Linked DNA regions of Mus musculus: all the other regions are linked to region 3. Evidence: chromatin contacts called from public promoter capture Hi-C data. All regions are on one chromosome and are shown on one strand. The core of a region is the stretch at or near the end of the contact, and the rest is flanking DNA. Distances in the headings are between cores, read along the strand shown. Region 1 holds the start of Arhgap20 (Rho GTPase activating protein 20). Region 2 holds the start of 2900052N01Rik (RIKEN cDNA 2900052N01 gene). Region 3 holds the start of Ttc12 (tetratricopeptide repeat domain 12).

What was found. Promoter capture Hi-C pulls out the DNA fragments that hold promoters and counts their contacts.
Region 1: a promoter capture Hi-C map of pre-B cells shows a contact between it and region 3, with 4 times the contacts expected there. The contact joins the promoter of Arhgap20 here to the promoter of Ttc12 in region 3. A contact is called at or near these places in 2 of 39 promoter capture datasets (liver and pre-B cells).
Region 2: a promoter capture Hi-C map of liver shows a contact between it and region 3, with 4 times the contacts expected there. The contact joins the promoter of 2900052N01Rik here to the promoter of Ttc12 in region 3. A contact is called at or near these places in 2 of 39 promoter capture datasets (liver and pre-B cells).

Annotation. Positions count from the first base shown.
Region 1 is chr9:51,763,976-51,766,729 of GRCm38.p6, reverse strand. Arhgap20 (Rho GTPase activating protein 20) reads right to left here and starts at 1,379. Exons shown (of 15, transcript NM_175535.4): 1 at 1,119-1,379. The coding sequence starts at 1,223. It overlaps Gm40520 (a long non-coding RNA gene), which reads left to right and starts at 1,302. Exons shown (of 3, transcript XR_870739.3): 1 at 1,302-2,129.
Region 2 is chr9:46,912,127-46,914,999 of GRCm38.p6, reverse strand. It overlaps 2900052N01Rik (RIKEN cDNA 2900052N01 gene), which reads right to left and starts at 1,397. Exons shown (of 4, transcript NR_015605.1): 1 at 1,254-1,397.
Region 3 is chr9:49,484,740-49,487,528 of GRCm38.p6, reverse strand. It overlaps Ttc12 (tetratricopeptide repeat domain 12), which reads left to right and starts at 1,304. Exons shown (of 22, transcript NM_172770.3): 1 at 1,304-1,383; 2 at 2,787-2,789.

The DNA of each region.
Region 1 (2,754 bases), core at 130-2,629, 2.3 Mb before region 3:
CGCACGCGCGCGCGCGCACACACACTCACACACACTGTCTCTGAAGGGTGAAAAAACCCACAAGGGCAAACATCAGCCTCCATACATCAAAGGCTGAGCCGCCACTACTGCCCATCCATCAAGTTCACAGACACCCATAGAGGGCTCTGTGACAGGCCCAAGGTCCTTGGGAGCTCACATACATTTCTATACAGCTATCACCTCTCTTCTTTCACCTCCAGCCAAGCCACCATTCTAGTGGGAAGATTAATGAAAAGCCATAAAATCCGGACATGCAGGGAGCCAGTGTATCCCTGTGAGTCTCTAATTATAGTAATGCAACGTTTTCACATTATTTGTTAGGGAAGAACTAGAATGAGCTCTCATCCCAACTTGTTTCCACAGAAGCTGGAGAAGGCGACACCACTGTAAGGAACAAATATGGCCAAATATCTGAAGGTTTAGTGCTGGAGGAAGGGAAGGGGGCACCCATGGCTACAGCACCCAAATCAATTCCCAGGAGCTCAGAAGCTCGCGGCCCACGTGCACTTGCTCCGGGACCTATTGCAGACTCCTGACCTCTATCGAAATCCTCCCGCTGCACCGTGGACCAGTCAATCACCAGCAAAAGCTACAAGTAGTTACCCGGATCAGTCCTTCGGGTGTCAGGGAACAAGGGCGCCGCCCCCACAGGCAAATGCAAACGTCCCTTCTCAGGGGGTGGTTCTGAGCCAAGCCCCCCATGCCCCGCTGGGACCTCCGGAAACTGCCCGCCCACCGCCAGCCAGCCTAGATCTAGGCCGAGTCAAACCTCCGGATCCCACAGTGTAGCCCACGGCACCCATCTCCGACATCCCCTGGAGGCCTTGGGTGGGCGCATCATCCCTCCCCTCCGGGGCCGCCTACCTTCCTCAGGCTGTCGGGTTAAGACTACCTCGGGAGGCTCGCAGGGAGGCACTCCCCGGGTCAGAGATGGAGAGGCAACGGGCTTCTCCGAGACCGTTTCCACCAGAGAAGACAGCGGGGATCCCGGGAGGTGACCCTCCCACCCCACGCGGGGACCGTTAACCCCTCTCAGCACCAGGCACCCGTGGAAGGCGCGAGCCCATGGAGGGGCCCTCCCGCTCGGGCGTCCTCACCTTCTTGGTGCCAGGGCCTCCCGCGATGCGAGACATGCCTGTCAGCGAGGAGGAGCGCCCCGGCTGCGCCCCTAGAGCATCCTGCTGCGGAGACATCGCTTCCATGAAGAAGATCTGCAAGCTAAGCCCAAGCCGAGGACCGGGTGGCTGCGCGGCGCGGTCCGCTCAGGCCGGACGCCGAGCTGCGGGTGCGGGCGGCGCGCCTCCCGTCGGGGCCATGGACCGCCGCCCGCGCCGCGCTCGTCGCGCTCGCCGCACTCTGCTCAGGCTGCAGCAAGCGCTCCGGGCGGCCGCCCGTCCACGTAGCCCCGCCCCGGCCCGCCCCGCCTCTCCGCGTCCGCCCCGCCTCCTCCGCCCTCCCCGCGCCGCCCGTGCACACTGCCGGGAGCGAGCTCTCAGCGCTTGGCGCTACCGAAGCCACTAACCTTGCGAGGTGCCTCCGCGGGTACGAAGCTTTCGCTGCCGCGCGCCACGCGCCGTGCACCACGCACCACTGCCTCCGGTGCAGCTCCGCGCGCCTGTCCGCTCGCTCCCGCCAGCGTCCCTTCCCGCGCAGCTGCAGCGCGGGAGCCTCAGCGAGCGCGGCTCGCTCGAAGGTGGTGCAGGGGCCGCCAGCCTAGCCTCGCTTTCGCGGACTGCGGAAGGGACCCCACCCCCACCCCCAACCCGGTCCCCGCTCCGCTGAAGAAGGAGTTAGACAAATTTGGAAGCCCTGGTGGCATCGCCGGACTTCGGGGGCAATATCGAACGCTTGCTAGCTAAGCCTGTCAGGGTAACCCAGAGCTGTTGCTTTGCAGTCACAGGGAGCAAGCATGGACAAGCAACCTTGCATGTCTGCACCACCAGCTTCGCAGGCAGCAAGCTGCAGGGACCCTGCATTCTGAAGGAGAAAGCGCAATTAAGAGGAAAATGCAGGCAGAAAGGAGGTTGAAACTTGGCATAGTATCTATGAGAAGGCAACAATATGTGGAAGCGTTGATCTGATATCGCGAGCTCAGAACCTAACTTCCTGTAAGTCCAAATAGTGACCCCTCCCTCTTTTTTGGACTAAATAATAATCAAAGGGCAGTTGGAACAGACCAGGGTTAAGTAGTGTTCGCACTTTGCAGGGCTGGCTGCTGGTGTAAATGATACAGTAGGTGGCATTCTTCCCTTGGAATCAGAACTAGTGTGAAAAAAAAATCACTAAGGATATCACTCCGTGATTGCGAGATGGTTACGGATTCTGCTTATTTTTGTGACAAGGAAAAAAGAAAAGAAAAGAAAAGAAAGGGGGAGAAAAGGAAAGGAAAGAAAAGAAAAAAAGAAAAAGAGGTTTCTTGCAGTTTGGGCGGCTATTGGGGCAGGTTATAAGGAACAGAACTCAGGTGGGCAGTGTTCCAAGCTAGGGGATGCTGTCCAACACACACCCACAAAGACACACCTACACAATCATCCAAACCTAAGATTGTTTGTTGTGGAAATATAAGGCTAATTTTAGTCACATCACACTACATTGTTAAAAGGAAGCTTAATAAATCTCATATATATGTATATACATCTGTGAATCAGGGGTGCTACAGCTGTGGTCCTCGTGCAGAGAAGGGCTTTCACCCACTAATTTATAGGTTGTGCTTAAAGAGGGCTTTGCAGTTCT
Region 2 (2,873 bases), core at 148-2,647, 2.6 Mb after region 3:
AGAAGAAAATCTCTCTCTCTCTCTCTCTCTCTCTCTCTCTCTCTCTCTCTCTCTCTCTCTCACACACACACACACACACACACACACACATACACACACAGAAGCATGCATACATACATTCACATAGTGGTTCTAAAGCTGTCTGGACAGAGCTTGAGTTTATTGTGCTGGTCTTATTTCTTCTCTGGGAGAGAGGTGACTCCATGGGGGACTGACCTCATACCTTGACTTCCAGGGATGGTCAAGAAGTGAGGAGAAAATCTTCCATCCAGCCCTGGAGTTCAAGCCCAGGCAGGCTCTGAGGTATTAAGGTGGGACAAGGATTGCTTGTAGTCCCACCCATTCCTTGCAGGAATCAACCAGGCAGGGCAGGCCAGGCTCACTCATGGATTAGCCAATCTCTCTACCCTATCTTTGGGGCTCAGATCTCACAGACTGCCATTTCTCCCAGTTCCCCGGATTCATCTGATCAAGTAAACAGGTGCCCCTTTATTCTCCGTGTACAGGCTCTGTGAGCAGGCCTACATAGATATGACAGAAGCAGGGGACTTCCCAGTACCTACACAGCCTGGGAGCCTGTGCAGACCACACTTGCTTCAGACCCAGGGCCCAGGCTGGGATTGCTGCTCATCAAAGCTCTCCTCCACAAACTTGGAGCTCAAGGACCCACCAGTCAGGCCAGGTCAGGCCAGGCTATACTTAAGCCCGAAACAAATAGGCCAAGGGGAATTTCTGTGCCTACAAGTATCTCATAAGCTCAGCAGAAGCTTCTTTTACCCCTAAGCCTTTCAAGGACCCGGGCTTCACAATTCATCCCAAGGGAGAAGCGACGGTTGGAACTGTTGTATGCTTGGGCCTGGAAATGACGCTATAAGTGATCACAGCTCACTGCTCCGACCTGGTCATGGGACTTCACCCTAGAGTAAGGGGTCAATGTGAACCTTTGCTCCCTCCCTTTCACATGCCTGCACAGCATGGAGGGACCCAAAGGGCATCAGATCCAGACAGTGTGGAGAAACTGAGACCAGCAGAAGGTTTGTTCCCAGCCTGGTTGCAGGAAACAATCCCTCCCCCACCCACCCCACCCCACCCCACCCCTCCCCTCCCCCATGCCCAAGCTCTTGTGGAGCACAGTACCAAGCCTCAGACCCTCTTCCCTCAGCAGTTTCTTTCTGCCTAGTGACCTCATTGTCACTATCTCTTGCCTCTCATCTGAGAGGCATCCAAATGTCACCTCTTCTTTAGCTCCTCACCTCCATGGAGCCTCCTTCCTTTTGTCTCCCTCCCTGGCTGGCTCCTTGACCGGGAAGGGCTCTTTCTTTCTCCTCCTCTGACCTTTTCTGCTTCTCCATAGGACAAAGCTTCAGCCTGGCATGCTCCTGAAGAGAACTGGCTCTAGAAGTTCCTGTAATTGCTGTGTCCTTATTACTAGACTGTGAGGCCCCTGCTGGCCAGGACGGTCCTCCCCAGCACCCCAGCACCACTCACTTGCTGCAGATGGGCTGCTAACGAGGTGACCAATTAACAAGTGCTAAAGAACCCCCCAAAGGGTGCTTTCCACCCTGGCCTGGTTCCCAGGCCCCTTTGTTCCTCCTTGAGAATCTGTCCTCTGTGACAAGGCCACAATGCAGAGTGTTCCCAAGCCTGACCCTGTGAGAAACTGACCTACGTAAGCCCCAGTCACAAGATCCCAATTCCTCTGCATCAGGGGCCCTGGGAGCCAAAGGGATTCCTGCATCTCAAGGGTACTGACAACACCTCCCCATGCTGCTGGCTGTGTACCATGTGTTATGTAATCCCCAGGAAAACTTTCATTTGAACCTTTTTTTTTTTTAACAACTTTGGCTGAAAAAATTCAGGTGTGTCCCGTGCTGCAAGGCACAGGCATTTTTGATCTTAACACCCCTCACCCCTACCTTAAGGTCTCAAGAGACCAGTACCCCAGGCTCTGGAGCACCCTCTTGGGAAGTGTTCAAACTCCTTCCGTTCTGGTGCCTCTAATCTGATCCAGTTGGCCGTGCTGGGGAAGATGGGAACCCTGAGCCTCACAAGAACCTCATCCCAATTTCTCACCTCTCTCTCTCCCCCCCCTCTCTCTCTCTGTCCCTGTCTCTCTCTCTCTCTGTCCCTGTCTCTCTGTCTCTCTGTCTCTCTGCCTCTCTCTCTCTCTTACACCCCTATATCCCTCCCCCATCCCTCTCCCTCTCCTTTCCCTTCCCCCTCTTTTCCTTCCCCTCCCCCTCCCTCTTCACCCCCTCCCTCCACATATACACAGTTATACAAGGCTAGGCCAGAAACTTCAATAAAGCACACCTGTGTGGCCTCTTCTAGGAGTGGGGTTTGGAGAGCAGGATGGTGCTTCCCACACTGTGTCTGAGTAACTCAAGCTGTCTGTGCAGATGTCTCACCTTTAGGTACAGCTCGAGCCAGGAGTTCAGAAGGAATTCTTAAGAAAGCGCCTCCTCCTTCGTCACTCCTTTTATAAACTGTGGTATAATGTAATCAGTGAAATGAAAAGCTCTTCAGTATGCAGTGTAATGAACTCCACATGAACCTATCACCACCAGATGTACAGTCTACAGCCCTTAAGACACCCTCTGGAGCTGAGCGAGGTGGCACACACCTTTAATCCCAGCAGTCTGAGGCAGGTGGATCTCTTTGTTGGAAGTCAGCCTGGTCTACTTTCAGGACACTCAGGGATTATACAGAGAAACCTCGTCTCAAAAAAAGAAAAAAAATCAAAACAAACAAAAGAACACCACTGCAAGCAAATATCCTCCAACTCCCCTGTAGATAATAAACCACTGTGCTGACCTCCGTCACCATAGGTCAGCCTTCCCCATCTTGACTTCCCATCAGTGGAATGATGTTCT
Region 3 (2,789 bases), core at 55-2,554:
CACAAAAGTAAAATCTACATAGGCCTGGACAAAAGAGCATGAGACTCTTTGCTGCCAGGTGACTGACTTTCTGGGGTCACTTAGGACTTCTGACCAATCCGAGGTAAGTTTGGTGGCACACACCTGCCATCCCAGCACCCGAGACAATAGGATCACCTTGAGCTCGAGGACACCCTGGGCCACAAAGTGAATTTTGGGCTATGCAGGGCCACAGAAAGGTATAGCATCCAAAACACACACACACATACACACACACACACACACACACACACACACACACACACACAGACCAGCTAAAGAAGCAAAGTGAAACAAAACAAAACCCTAGTAATCTATCAAGTGTAAGATTTGTCCCCGCAAAGTGGCTTGTGACTGTACCACTGTAATCTTACTCTTCAGGACAGATGGCCCTTGGAAGCCTGATGCAAACTGTCAACTCTCTTATCCTTTCTCCATCCGGAATAGCATACTTGACAGTTTCTGTAGGCACATTTGCTCATCTAAGTCCACGTGCTAGAAACAAAAAGACAAAACAAAGGCAAACCTCTGGTCCTAAGGAATGGGAACTAGTCCTATAACACATGGGCTTATGGGACTGGGGAGGGCAGAGCTGCACTCCATAGCAACAGGAATGGAAGCCGTCAGACAGAAAGAGCTTCTGAAGACGCACCAGCCAGCCAGTCTGTGGCTACTGAGCATCACTATCCAAGGCAGTCCTGGGTGCAAGTGAGTCTGTCCCTTCTTCGGCCAGTAGTTCTGGAACTCCCATCGCCTCTTCTTACCTGGGTTCTTGCCTGGCCACTGGCTAGCCTCAGGCACTTTTTTGTAGATTCTGGTTTTGACTGATCTACATTACCCACATTTTAGAGCTCAGGACTCACCACTCTTCCATTCCCTGTGATGTGCTCTCTCTACCCTAAATCCTACTGTTGTTTGTATATCACTCACTTCTGTAGCTAGATAGGATCCAGCCCCCTTAACCATAGCTTTGTCGGAAAAGTGTCGTTTTTCCATTTCATTTACGAGAAAAATTGAGAATCAAAGAGACGGTACTGCCTTGGAGGCCATACATTGGTCATTAAAAACAAACCTGGACTCACACCGAAGTACGCTGGATGGAGCCTTTACATTATGGGACTAAAGATATGAAACCAACTGGGAGAACCCTCGCGGCTCCAGAGTGGAAGGGCTTTCACTGACGTTGCTTTAGCGACCAGCCGGCACCAACTTGCTTCTGGGTGGGACATCCCAGCTTCAAACGGGGCAGCGCGTTCTTTGGGTCACGAGAGGCCCCGCCCTCTCCAAGGCCCCGCCTCTCCCCAGCGAAAGCCAGTCACAGCCTGTCCTCAGCTTCCACTTCCCGTCCGATCCTGGGCACTAAAGGTCAGTCTAGCCGGGTGGCCGTGGGGAATCTATCTTGGAACTGTTCCTGGCCTGGGCTTAGAGTTGACAGAGGCCACTGACTCGGGCCCTGAGTTTGATCCAGTACCAGCTGCAGGCTGAGACCAACCCTGGAAGCACAGGGCCAGGACGCTGGGGAGCGGTTGCCTGGCAACAGTACAGCTGTCCCCGCCCTCCCTCCATGGAGTTGTGTAGTACCGAAGGGTGGGGCTCGGGTGTGGGTCCTCCACCCCACCGCCGCTCTGCTCCTTTCCAGGGAGCCTTGGCTCTGCGTTCCTGCTGACCCTTCTGGCTTGGGTGTACTGTTCCAGAAAGACTGGCTTTCTCCGTCCATGAAGCGCCTGGTTCAGGCCAGCCTGTAGCTCTGCACGAGTTAATTCCCTCCTCCACCCCCCACCTCACCCCCACCCCCACCCCCGATGTGAATCTCATTCCTAGGGAGTGTTAGCTGTTTGAGCCATATGCCAAGGCTGTTTTCTAGATAAAAGAAGCCTGACTAATCACGCATCCACGTTCAGGGTGCTACAGTCAGACCCGTGGTGTCCTCTGGGTTCGCATTATGATTTCCATAACGTAGACGGAGAAACTGGGACTCACGGGCTAATTGTGCATGTCAAAGTTTTAGTTCGCAGTTGTCTGACTGCACTACCAAGCCGCCTGTCTGCAAGCTGGAACCACAGTATAGTGTATTTAAAATATGCATACCTAGGGGGCGCTCCCAAACGAGCTGCGGCTCGCTGTGGGCCAAGGCTGGGGAAGTTTATCCTTCTGGTGATCTTTAGGTTGTGTGGATACGCCTTTGGGTACCTCCGAGGTTATCATGTAGTCTTCACATTCAAAATCAAGTGTAATAAAGCTAATGTACTTGGTAGAGTACTGAAAAGCAGACGCTGGTGCACTGTGGCACCTCCTCTTCATCCTCAGAAACAGGGCGGAGGCAACGGTTTTAATGGAGTGTGGACATGTTCATGAAGGTAGTCTTCTCCCTACTTATCCTGTGCTTTGCCTGGCCCAAGCTTCCGACTAGGCACACCTGTCATGGCCAAAGTTGGAAGACCACACTCGTCCCCCAGCCCTGGCAATAAGTCGGCTCCTCTCCCAGCTTCCTTTGCCATCAGGTCCCTAAATCACAGTGGTTGGTGGTTAGCTTTGGAGGAATTATTGTAGAGCATTTCCCCCCAGCAGAGGCAGGGCTGGCAGCTCTCCGGAAGTGTGGCCACAAATAATAACTGTCCCTTGGCCTTAAACAGCAGTCAGAGGGAAATGGCTCACCCTGCTGTTATTCACGACATTTACAAACACTTAGTCTTAGACAGATAATAAGCCCGATGGTTCTGTTTAGTGTTTTATATTATTAATTTCATAATTTATACTGCCTCCCTTAGAGA